Regions from separate parts of the Mus musculus genome. Here region 2 is linked to region 1. Evidence: chromatin contacts called from public promoter capture Hi-C data. All regions are on one chromosome and are shown on one strand. Each heading gives the region's core, a stretch centred on a gene start, on an enhancer-like site or on the middle of the called end of the contact. The rest is flanking DNA. Distances are from core to core; before and after follow the strand shown. Region 1 holds the start of Eps8l2 (EPS8-like 2). Region 2 holds the start of Ifitm3 (interferon induced transmembrane protein 3).

Region 1 (5,182 bases), core at 1,941-4,440:
CCCACCTCACTTCATGTCTGCTCTCTTCCCCAGGCACAAAAGGCAACCTGATGGAGGCTGAAGTGCCACTGGCTGCCAGCCTGGCATTCACAGCAGTCGGTGGCCTCCTTTCTGTTCACTTCCTACTCTGGCAGACCTTGGTACTGTGGATGGACTCGGTCCTCAGCACCGTTCTCCTGGTGCTGCATGGGCTGGAGGCTGGCCTGCAAGTGGTGGTCATTGCTGACTTCATCAGGTAGATGGAGCAGGGTAACCTGCACAGCACTGCTCCTTAGCCCTCAGCAGGTTCCTTGGCCCAGACAAGGAGACTGTCTTTTTTATTGATCGTCTGTAGATAGTTTATACATATTTTTTGGGGGAGGGGGGGAGATACCAGAGCCAGGGAGGGACAAACTTGGAAGCTTGAAGATGACCATCATGGACAGGAGCCTAGTGAATCCCAGAAATGTCTTCTCAGGTCTTGTGGCTGGGGTGCTGACTATAGCGGGACCACCATGATCCCCAGACAGTAGAAGGTAAAGCCTTTCAGGAAGTCAATGGCTAGGGGCAGCCCTGCAGCTCCACCTTGTCTCAGCCCCAGAAACATGGCTTCCTGGCAGGAGTGTACAAACTGTGCTGGTCACCACCCTGTGTTTGCTCACACACGGATTACTGAGTTCTGTGCTTCCCACGCTGGCCCTGGGTCTTGTTCTGAGAGCCTGTTGTACTTAGTTGCCAGACCTTGGTCCAGGGCTGGGATCCCTCTGGAGCTGCAGGATGGCAGCCTTGTGTTCCAGTGGCCCTCCAATTTGGCTCCCCATCAGGCCAGCCCTGAAATGAAACTGCTTGGTTTCCAAAAGGAAACAAAAGCAAATGTATTCCAGGTATGGTGGCACACAAACCTTTTAGTCCCAGCACCCAGGAGGCAAAGATGGGCATATCTTTGTGAGTTCAAAGCCAGCCTACCTGGTCTACATAGTGATTTGCAAGTCACCCAGGGTTACACGGTGAGACCTTGTCTTTAAAAAAAAAGAAAAAAGTATACAGAGAGCTGGGTATTATGACCATCTCAGCCCCTTTCATGGGTGGGGGTTGGGGAAGTTGTAGGGAGCAGAAGACAGAATAAAAGAACCGCTTTTAGTCTATGATTCTGGGAGTCGCAGTCCACCAAACTGCAGCCTTTGTAGATGCCAAATGAATCTCATCTCCTGTTTTTCTTTTCCTAGCCCATTTTTTTCTCAGAAAGTATTTAAGCAGTATTTTTTTTTTACAGTTTCTTTCATTCTGTTATGTGTTTTCTGTTTATGTCGTTATGTTCAAATATCTAGTTTCTCTTTTAAAAAATAAATAAGTAATTATGCTGTCATGACTTTGTCTTCATTATAACCACCTACATTCCCCAGGGTCCAGTATGGAAGAGCCCCACCCCCACCCCCTGTTTCCCCTTCTCAGCCCTATCCAGGACTTACTCTGTAACCTCTACCTGGCTTCTCTCTACCCTGGTAACTAGCCAGAAGCCTCCCTGTGAAGTATGTTGAAGGTGGTAGGTTTCTGGGCCGTCCAGAGCCTTCTCTGGGACCAGGGAACCTTCTATACACATGGGTCCTTAGCTGATTTCCTTTAACTCATGTCTCCCAGAGACTGGGTGAATACCAGAACTACCTGGAGACGTGCTCTACCTAGCCCACAGGCAGGGTTGGGAAGGAGTAATGTCTAGAAAGCCTATGAGCACTTCTCTCCACAATGTCTCTGTGGCTTGAGCAAGTATAGCCTGGGTAGGCAGAATGGGCTAAGGCCGGTGGGTCTGGAGGGCTCAGCCACTCCCCTGTTCTTACTGGCCACATGGAAGTGGCATTCACTCCATGTGACCCAGAGTGGACATCAGTTACCACCACCAGCTTGGGCTGCCTCACAGCAAAGGTTATGAAGACTGACCGCCAGCAGCACAAAGGAGCCATCCCTGAGTTGCATTGCATGTTTTCCACCCTTTACCCATCCCTAGCTCTGCCCAGGAATGTCAGAGCACACACATAAGCCTGCTCCTCCCATTACACAGCTGACCACTTGACCCCTGCTTGCTGGGCCAGGGCGAGGTCACAGGCAGAGCAAGATTGGACCAGTTCTGTGAGATCAGCAGTAAGGGCTATGAACCAGGAAGCCTCTCTGGGGTTCATCAAGAGCTGGGCTTGGGGTCCACTTCTGCCACTCCTCTGTCCAGCTCACCTGTGATGTCCCAAAGTGTGTCAAGTGGGCAACAAGCCAGGCTAAAAACTGCTGTTGGCCCTCAGTACCCCAGGAAGTGCTAACTGTCCAGGGCCCAGGAGAAATGTGCCAGGGCCCTGCCCTTCTGAGGCTGTAGCCTGGGACCCTGACTTCCTGGCAGCACCCACTTCCTCTGCCCCAACTCTGGGAACAATAGCCGGGGCCTTAGGGTCCCTGTTCACATAAGGGCAGTACCTTGGCTAGCAGGCCACAACTCTTGTTTATTTCCTCCTAGCCAGCTAATTGGCTGATCTAAATTCACCCAACCCTGCCCCAAGATGTCAAATAGCAAGGTGGGCAGAGTAGCTTTGAGGGGGGTTGTCAACATGGTGGAGACAGGTACCCTCTTCTAGAGATAGCTCATCCCTCAGGAGATGCTCTAGTGGATGGGGACTTTAAGAACTCCTGTATGTGAAGGAGGGAGGGGCCCCCACCAGGAGCTGAAAGCTCCCAAACTCAAAAAGCCTTGGACCCAATGCCCCAGGACTAAACCACTAAAGAGCTCTGTCCCGGTGCTACTTGGGGTGGAGGGTACCTGATGGCGGCTTGATTGAGACTTCCCCAAGGCTGCAGCACTCATAGGCTTCATCCAGTACTGCCCCTGCAGGCAGGCCCATGTCCCCATCTGCTACTGCAGCTTGGCCAGTTAGAGCAGCTGGGGCCGCACCCTGTTCTCCGGGGCCAGCTGCAAAGGGGCCCCAGGTGCTTTGGGGACCGCTGGGAGGGCAGTCAGAGGCAGGCAGGGAGGCAGAACCACAGTTGGTGTGGTGGGGGGGAATGGTGCCCGGGCCCGCCCCCTTCCTTCAGGCTCCCTCGTGCCCACTCCCGGGTGACTCGGTAACCTGTCGCTCAGGTTCCTCCTCGCACAGCCCCGCCCCGGCCTATCCGGCCCAGCAGAGGTCCCGCCTGTCCCGGGAGAGGGAGCTCCAGAGGCTCTGACAGACAGACGGCGGACAAGCTGACCGAGGGGCCTAACCAAGCACAGGCGCTGAGGGACGGAGCGCAGGTGAGCACTTCAGCCAGGGAATTTGCCAATCTGAGCCTCAGTTTCCCAGAATGGCCGTGAGATGTGGAGCTCTCGCTCGGGACTCTGGGTCTGGGCGCTTGGTTTGGAAGGCAAGCCAGAACAGAGAGCTGAGAGCACCTGAGAGTGAGGTTTGGGATGGCCCGGATCGGATCTCCGGACTCAGGACAGCTAAGCCTTGGCTAGGGGGGCTGCGGGTGTGGCGTGGGACGTAGAAACTTGGGGGAGAGGCTGGGCCTGACCCTTCCTTGGGCTTTTAGCACAAGAACCGCTCGGTTAAAGCCCGGTCGGTCCAGCGGGTGGTGGCCAGTGGTTCGTGATATTTTTAAGCCAGCGGTGTGTGACTCACTCGCCCTGGTCCCGGCCCCCTCCCAGCCCTGGGGCGGATGAGGGGAACCTGGCAGTTGACAAGAGAGGTGGTGAGGAAGGGAGGGCCTTCATCCAGCAGGCTGGACCTCCTTCAGGATCTGACCTGACATACCACCCAGGGCCTAAAGGTTGGCCTTTTCCTGGCTGTTTGAGCTCAAAAGAAACCCAGAGCCTGGGAAACATCAGGCTGAGTCAGTCAGTCTTCAGGTCAAAGTTGAAGTGTGGCCTCTCAGGGGATGAGGGTGGGAGATGGGGATAGATGTGGGGGTTGGGGATCAGTTGGTGGGAGGGGCTATGAACATCCATAGCTTGCCCGGGACCGAGAAGTCTGCGGTACTACACAAAACTATCGCTGGAGGCAGAAAAGGGCAAAACATGTCCACAGCCCACCTTTGCTATGTCCCCTGTGCAGCCCTCCTTGGCTGCTGAGGAGACAGGGCACTTCTGGGGCCTTTCCCACCCTAGACTCTCAGTGATCCTACTTTGTGCGTGGACTTCTCCTGGAGCTGTCTATTATCTAGGGCTGCTTTGCCCATTGCTCCCTCCCAGCCTGCCTGGGTCTCTTCAGATGCACCCATCCCTTCCCACGAACAACTTTCTGGTTCATCTCAGCCTCTGTTGCTCCCACCTGATGATTCCTGAACTTTGTCCCCAGATTAGGACCCAGCCAGGTCCTAAGGGACTCCCCCTTCCCATTCCAGGACCACACCCAGCTCCCACAAGGAGAGCCAAGAGCCCAGGTGACTAAGCCGACCCCTCCCCAAGGTCACTCAGTGTGGAGAGCTGGAATTTGAACTTGGAGCCAGTTCCTCCGCCCTCCTTGCCCTGCCGGGGCCTCCTCCCGTTCCACTGGTGAACCTACCAAATGCTCTAACACGCTGGGCCTCCCTTCAACCCGGAAAGTGGCTACAGTAAAACCAGCCTGAGCCCCCAGGCCTTCTAGGCCTGGGTGTTACATCTTCACCACCAATGGATTGTTTGGATTTCCTGCCTCCCTACCCCCACTTCAGCTCTAGAAGCCTCCAGGGAGGGAACCTTTTGCAGGGTAGAGGTAGCCCCAGCCTTATCCCTCCTACCTAGTCCTAAGGTCCTGGCCTAGATTTCCCCAAGGGCAGGGCTGCCTGTCCAAGCCTGTTCAGAGTCTGTGTGCCTTCAGGCCTGGGTCTCTAGCAGTTTGTTTTGTCCTGGTGTGTGTATTCCTGGCCCCACGTGCCTGGTGCCCTTGGCTGAGCTAGCCAGGAATCCCATTAAGCAAACACCGGGGCTCACCTACTGAGGTCATGTGCATTCCGGACATTCTCCATGGATAGGTGGACCTAGAAATCTGGCCCAGCCTCTTCTTATAAGCTAGGACCTCGGCTGGGGGTAGGGGAGCAGCCAGAAAGCTGGTCAAGGTAATAGCTAAGGCCTACGGTCCTCGCCTCCTGGTAGCCCACCCCTCAAGACCTGGGCAAACCAGAAAATACTAGAGTGCTACAGGCCTACTCCTGAGCCCTCATACCAGTATCCTGGCTGAAGGCCTGACCCTAGCAGACTCAAATGCTGAAG
Region 2 (5,182 bases), core at 834-3,333, 330 kb before region 1:
ACCCACTCCCAAATTCCTGGCTGCAACCACTACAGCGACTTTCCACTAACCAAGGCACTTCAGATCCACCGTGCTGCCCTGGGTATGATGGTGACATTAAAACCCCACCACAATGATTTAGGAGGACAAACGGAGTCCCATAGATCCAGGCTACTTTTGAGGTGCTTGCCTCTGGGAACCAGAAATAAGTTCCCTTGGAAAGGCAGCTATGAGATGAATGATTGACCCCTGCACCAACAGAAACAGATAGCGCCCATCCATTCCCAGGAGACTCCTAAACTCAATGCACTAAGTGAAGTGGAAACGTGGGTACTAGGATCCCGACCAGAGAGGTGAGTCCTGCATACCCCGGCACAAGAAGGCGTGATTGGCGCTCTCCCTTACCATATAGGGTCCGGGGGAGCGGGGTCGGTGGGGGGGTGGGGGAATGGAAGCACCACGCGGCCACCGTACCTGCAGAGTGCCGGCAGGGGGCGCCAGGGCAGCGACTTTGAGCCTTAAAAGGTCATTCTAGGCTCCAGGGCGACAAGGAATGAACTGCATCGCTGCTGTGGGACCAGTAGGGGACACCAGGCCCCCACCACAGCACCCAGCAAATCCTGGACAGGATCAGCCCAGGGTTCCCCCGGGAAGCAGGCATGGAACTTTTGACACCATCTTGTCTGGTTCAGAGTATTCGTCCAGAAGAATACGGACCCAGACCTGGTCCTCCACTTCTGAACTGGACTGGGTGCCCTGGAAATGTGGGGCCAGGGCCAGTTGAAGCTTGAGTTCTCCCTGCCTGAAGCAGCCAAATACCATCCAGGACTTTGGCCAGCAAATGTCCACAACAGCAGGCCAGAGACTACTGCCAAATTGAGGATAACCTACATGTCCACCTCAGAGCAAGGAAGATAGAGGGGTGGGAGGAATAAAAGCAGTCATAGGATGGTGGTTATCAAGTGCACTTTATTGAATCCACTGTGGATAGATAAATGAGTGTTACACCTGCGTGTAGGGAGGGGCAAGGAGGGACGCAGCTGCGGAGGGTGAAGCACTTCAGGACCGGAAGTCGGAATCCTCTATTAAGTGTGAAGGTTTTGAGCGTTAAGAACAATGATGATGACACTAACAATGGTGATAACAACCATCAGGATGCTGAGGACCAAGGTGCTGATGTTCAGGCACTTAGCAGTGGAGGCGTAGGCCTGGGCTCCAGTCACATCACCCACCATCTTCCGATCCCTAGACTGGAGCAGAACAGATAGACACGGTCAGTGGCCCTGGAGCTGATAGGCAGATGCTCTGACAGTTTTCCTGACGTACTCCCTGTGGACTGCATCTCCCCATCTTAGGTCAGGAACATTTTACATCCTCTGATCATCCAGGAGGCCCTAGCACTTGTTGTTCACCCCACTGTAGGCTATTGTTCCCCATGAATCTCCTGAACATTTTCCACACAGGCTAGAATCCCAGTCTGTTGAGTGAAGGTGCTATAGGCATCTCTGCATTGGAAGAGTCTGACTCCAGAATCCCCAGGCAGCCTCACCCTGTGTCTGCCCCCAGAGAGCCTTTAAGCCTACACGTGTACACACACACACACACACACACACACACACACACCACAGAAGAATGAACACAAACTTATTTTAAACAAAGGACCCCACACTCATACCTCGGTGCCATCTGGGTAGATGGAGCTTCAGGTTCACACACACCTTTTTACACCATCACTCCCCCCATTCTAGCACACTCACCTTCACGGAGTAGGCATAGGCTATGAAGCCCAGGCAGCAGAAGTTCATGAAGAGTGTATTGAACAGGGACCAGACCACATGGTCAGGCACCGACACCTCTCTGGGCATGTTGATCACAGTAGTTCTGACAGAAGCCGATCCGTGCGGTGCCCCCATCTCAGCCACCTCATATTCTTCCTTGATTCTTTCGTAGTTTGGGGGCTGTCCTCCACTGGCAGCGGTGATGAAGGCTTGAGAAGTGTGGTTCATGGTGCGGAGCAAAGGCAGCACTGAAGGGCAAAGGATGGAGCGCGCTGCGGGTCTGCCCTTTCTGCGGCAGTTTCGGTTTCTCAGAAGTTTCCTTTTCCTGAATTTTGGCTTGATGAAACTGCTCTGGGTTCAGAGGGGCGGGGATCTAAAAAGCCTGCGGATCAAATTACTCCAGGGCAGGATGTCAGGAAGGATTGTGAATCAGGGGAACTTCCAGGCCAGGAGCCCAAGTCAGGACTTGTCCCAAGGCCCAAACCTCAGTGTTTAAGAGTGAGGGGTCCTGGAGTCAACCAAGCTCACGCTCACAGCTGCAGAACCTCACTGTTCCTTATCAAGGTCCCAGCCAGGCCCCAAAGAACCCTCTATTCTTTATTCAGCAATAAAGAGTGCCCAGAGAGCCTCTCACTATGAACGCCAGTTCTCCTGGCTTCATAGACAGGTGGGATGAACGGTACTTCTTGTGTTTTAAAGAGGAGAGAGAAGGAATATCTTCGGTGGCTATGCAGTCATATGTTGGGGGAGGGGGGGCCTCTGCAGGCCCACGCTGAAGCGTCCCTTCCCTTTGAGGGACCAGCCACACGGTGGTATCGCATAGAACAGAGTTTATTCTCTATTCATGGGGAGGGGGTTGAGAGGGTAGTAGAGACAGAGAAAGGCAGAGAGAGAGAGAGAGAACAGAGAAGTAGAGGCTGGCCATGAGCACTCGGAGGGAGTGGGGAATGAGGAGGGGGAAGCAGGTGCAGGAAGGTTAGAGAGTAAGGGGGGGAGCAGCCCCTTTTAGTGTGAGTCAGGCACACCCAGCTGTTGCCAGATAACTGTGGGGCAGAGCCTAGACAAAATGCTAACACGCCTCTGTGTCTCTCTCCTTGCAGAGCCCTAGTGCCCTAAGTGTGATCAACCACTGGACTTTGGTATTAGAACTAAATGATCTTCGGTCACTTGGCTCTGACCTCATGGTCCTGGGCTGGCCTGTTGGTGCTACAGCCACTCTTTTTCCCTCCTGCCCTAACAAAATTTATTAGTGCTAGTGGCATGGTCACCGAGAGGACCTTCGTCCTACCAGAGACGCTTTCTCAAACGCTTGGTGGGGTGAGGGCTGTGACCAGGAAAGCTACTCCTGATCATACTGAAGGACTCAGTGATAACAGGGACATCTGGCCTGGCTTCTCTTGTTAGGACTTGCATCCACTTTCTATCTTGGTGGCACTGGAAGGACCAGGCTACTACAGAGATCTCCTTCAAGGTGCCCTGCAGCACCCACCCTTCCTAGTGCCCTGAGTCTTGGGAGCTGGGGCTGCTCTAGTTTCTAGGTTCCACTCATTTCATTATCTTTCTTGAGTTCTTCACAGAGACATCAGCACCTCCTACAGACTCCCTTCTTTGCAGTCCTATTAGCTGGTGCTGGTTTAGTCAACATCTCTGAAAAAGTCTGCCTCTGGGAAGCTAGGTAGAGTGGTTTCCATGGGCGTACCTACCTCACAGAGGCCTCCTTCCAGGCCTCAGTCAGGCCTCAGGCCTCAGGGGTAGGGCTTTGGACTGGCCACAGGGACTCTGATTGGAGCCTGAAAGTGGTGGTTTCTGTTGGTTTCTGGTGTTATTTCTTTCTGTTCTGCGGATACCTCTCCAAGGCCTACTTCACACTGCTCTTCACACATCCTTCTGTTGCCTCTCAGCGGAGTGGGAGATAAAATAATATGAATGACACACACACACACACACACACACCCAGCCCTTAAGTGATAGCAAGCGTTATCCTGTGGTCACAACACACTCTGGTTTCAGGAATGATGGATCTTGGTATAACTTTTTTGTTGTTGTTGTTGTTGTTTTTGATTTTTCGAGACAGGGTTTCTCTGTGTATTCCTGGCTGCCCTGGAACTCACTCTGTTGACCAGGCTGGCCTCGAACTCAGAAATCTGCCTGCCTCTGCCTCCCAAGTGCTGGGATTAAAGGCATGCGCCACCACGCTCGGCTTGGTATATAACTTTTTAAATAGTGAACAATATTTAACTTCAGTCATAGCTCTGTTTACTATGGTCTCCCAACGTTCCTGAAGGCCAACACATTTGCTCCTGGATGTTCTCAGACCATCCTGAAAGTTAGTGGTCACCTCAAACTTTATGGCCACTTCTCTGCCTTTCTCAGTCACAGGGATCCTATTTCCCTGGTGGCCTTGATGAGCCTGAGGGCTTTGCATATCAAGGCCTTCACATGCACTCAATCCCCAGGCTCGTCTCCCCACCCACAGAGGTGGGGAGCTATACTCAGCCCTGCATGTATGACCACCCTAGTCAGTGTCTTCCTGTGGCCCCCAAGTGAGCTGGACAGAAGACCTCTTCCTGTCTGACTCGCTCCTTCCCATATGAAACATCAGGGGAAGTTGAGACTCAGTCTTTGGATTTTTCCATCTTCTTTGTTAAGTGCTAAGGGCAATCTCTGCCCCCAGGGATCATCAGAGGGACAGGGATTGACCAGCCCTGCTGTAAGAACAAGGGTCAGGGTCAGCCTTTGCTCCACCCAGGATGACCCACTTCTGCCCCTGATGCACAACTGTTGACACTTTACCTGTCAGGTTCTGTCCTCACTCTGGTCTCAGGGGACAGTTCCGGCCAGTGCCCATGTTCTCTGATTTAGTATCCCTTACCTTTCAGACCTACTTAGCATCTGCTACCTGCAACTGATCTCCAAATGAATTCCTAATGGTGGATTTGCAGGAGTCCATTGTCTTGGTGTAGCCTGAGCACAGGGTTTCTCTGCTCTCTTCTCAGGAGGAGACATTGTTTTGTTTACTCTCTAGCATTAGATAGGGAACAACCTGGAGTCTTCTGCCACCCAGCGAACCACTCAACCTTGCCCTGCAGGCCACCAACACAATGGGAAGTTATAATGACTTCCATTGTTCCTGCTCCAATTACACATTTGGTGAGTGGGAAGCGAGCACCAGGACTCTCCACGGTGGGCTCACTCATGGGTTGTTGTAAACCCCAGACAGATCTAGTCTCATATGTTCCACTGCAAACAAATGGTTAGGATGGGGTTCATTCTGGAGATCATGCCCTGGCTTCTGTGTGCACCAGTGCCTAACACACGCGAGGTTTCTGCACTCTCAGGATAGCTGCCCACACACTGCTCATACAAAGCACTAGAACGGACCGAAGTGTGGCCACAGTGACCCTCCTCCTGAAATCTCTACCTTC

Evidence for each region. Promoter capture Hi-C pulls out the DNA fragments that hold promoters and counts their contacts.
Region 2: a promoter capture Hi-C map of liver shows a contact between it and region 1. The contact joins the promoter of Ifitm3 here to the promoter of Eps8l2 in region 1. A contact is called at or near these places in 3 of 39 promoter capture datasets (liver and neural stem cells) and 1 of 115 datasets of contacts at active chromatin or transcription factors (large pre-B cells).

Annotation. Positions count from the first base shown.
Region 1 is chr7:141,335,812-141,340,993 of GRCm38.p6, forward strand. It overlaps Eps8l2 (EPS8-like 2), which reads left to right and starts at 3,191. Exons shown (of 21, transcript NM_133191.2): 1 at 3,191-3,247. Tmem80 (transmembrane protein 80) reads left to right here. Exons shown (of 6, transcript NM_001141950.1): 6 at 34-1,344. The coding sequence ends at 239. It also overlaps a transcript of Deaf1 not described here.
Region 2 is chr7:141,008,661-141,013,842 of GRCm38.p6, forward strand. Ifitm3 (interferon induced transmembrane protein 3) reads right to left here and starts at 2,084. Exons shown (of 2, transcript NM_025378.2): 1 at 1,737-2,084; 2 at 930-1,229. The coding sequence starts at 1,985. The coding sequence ends at 1,065.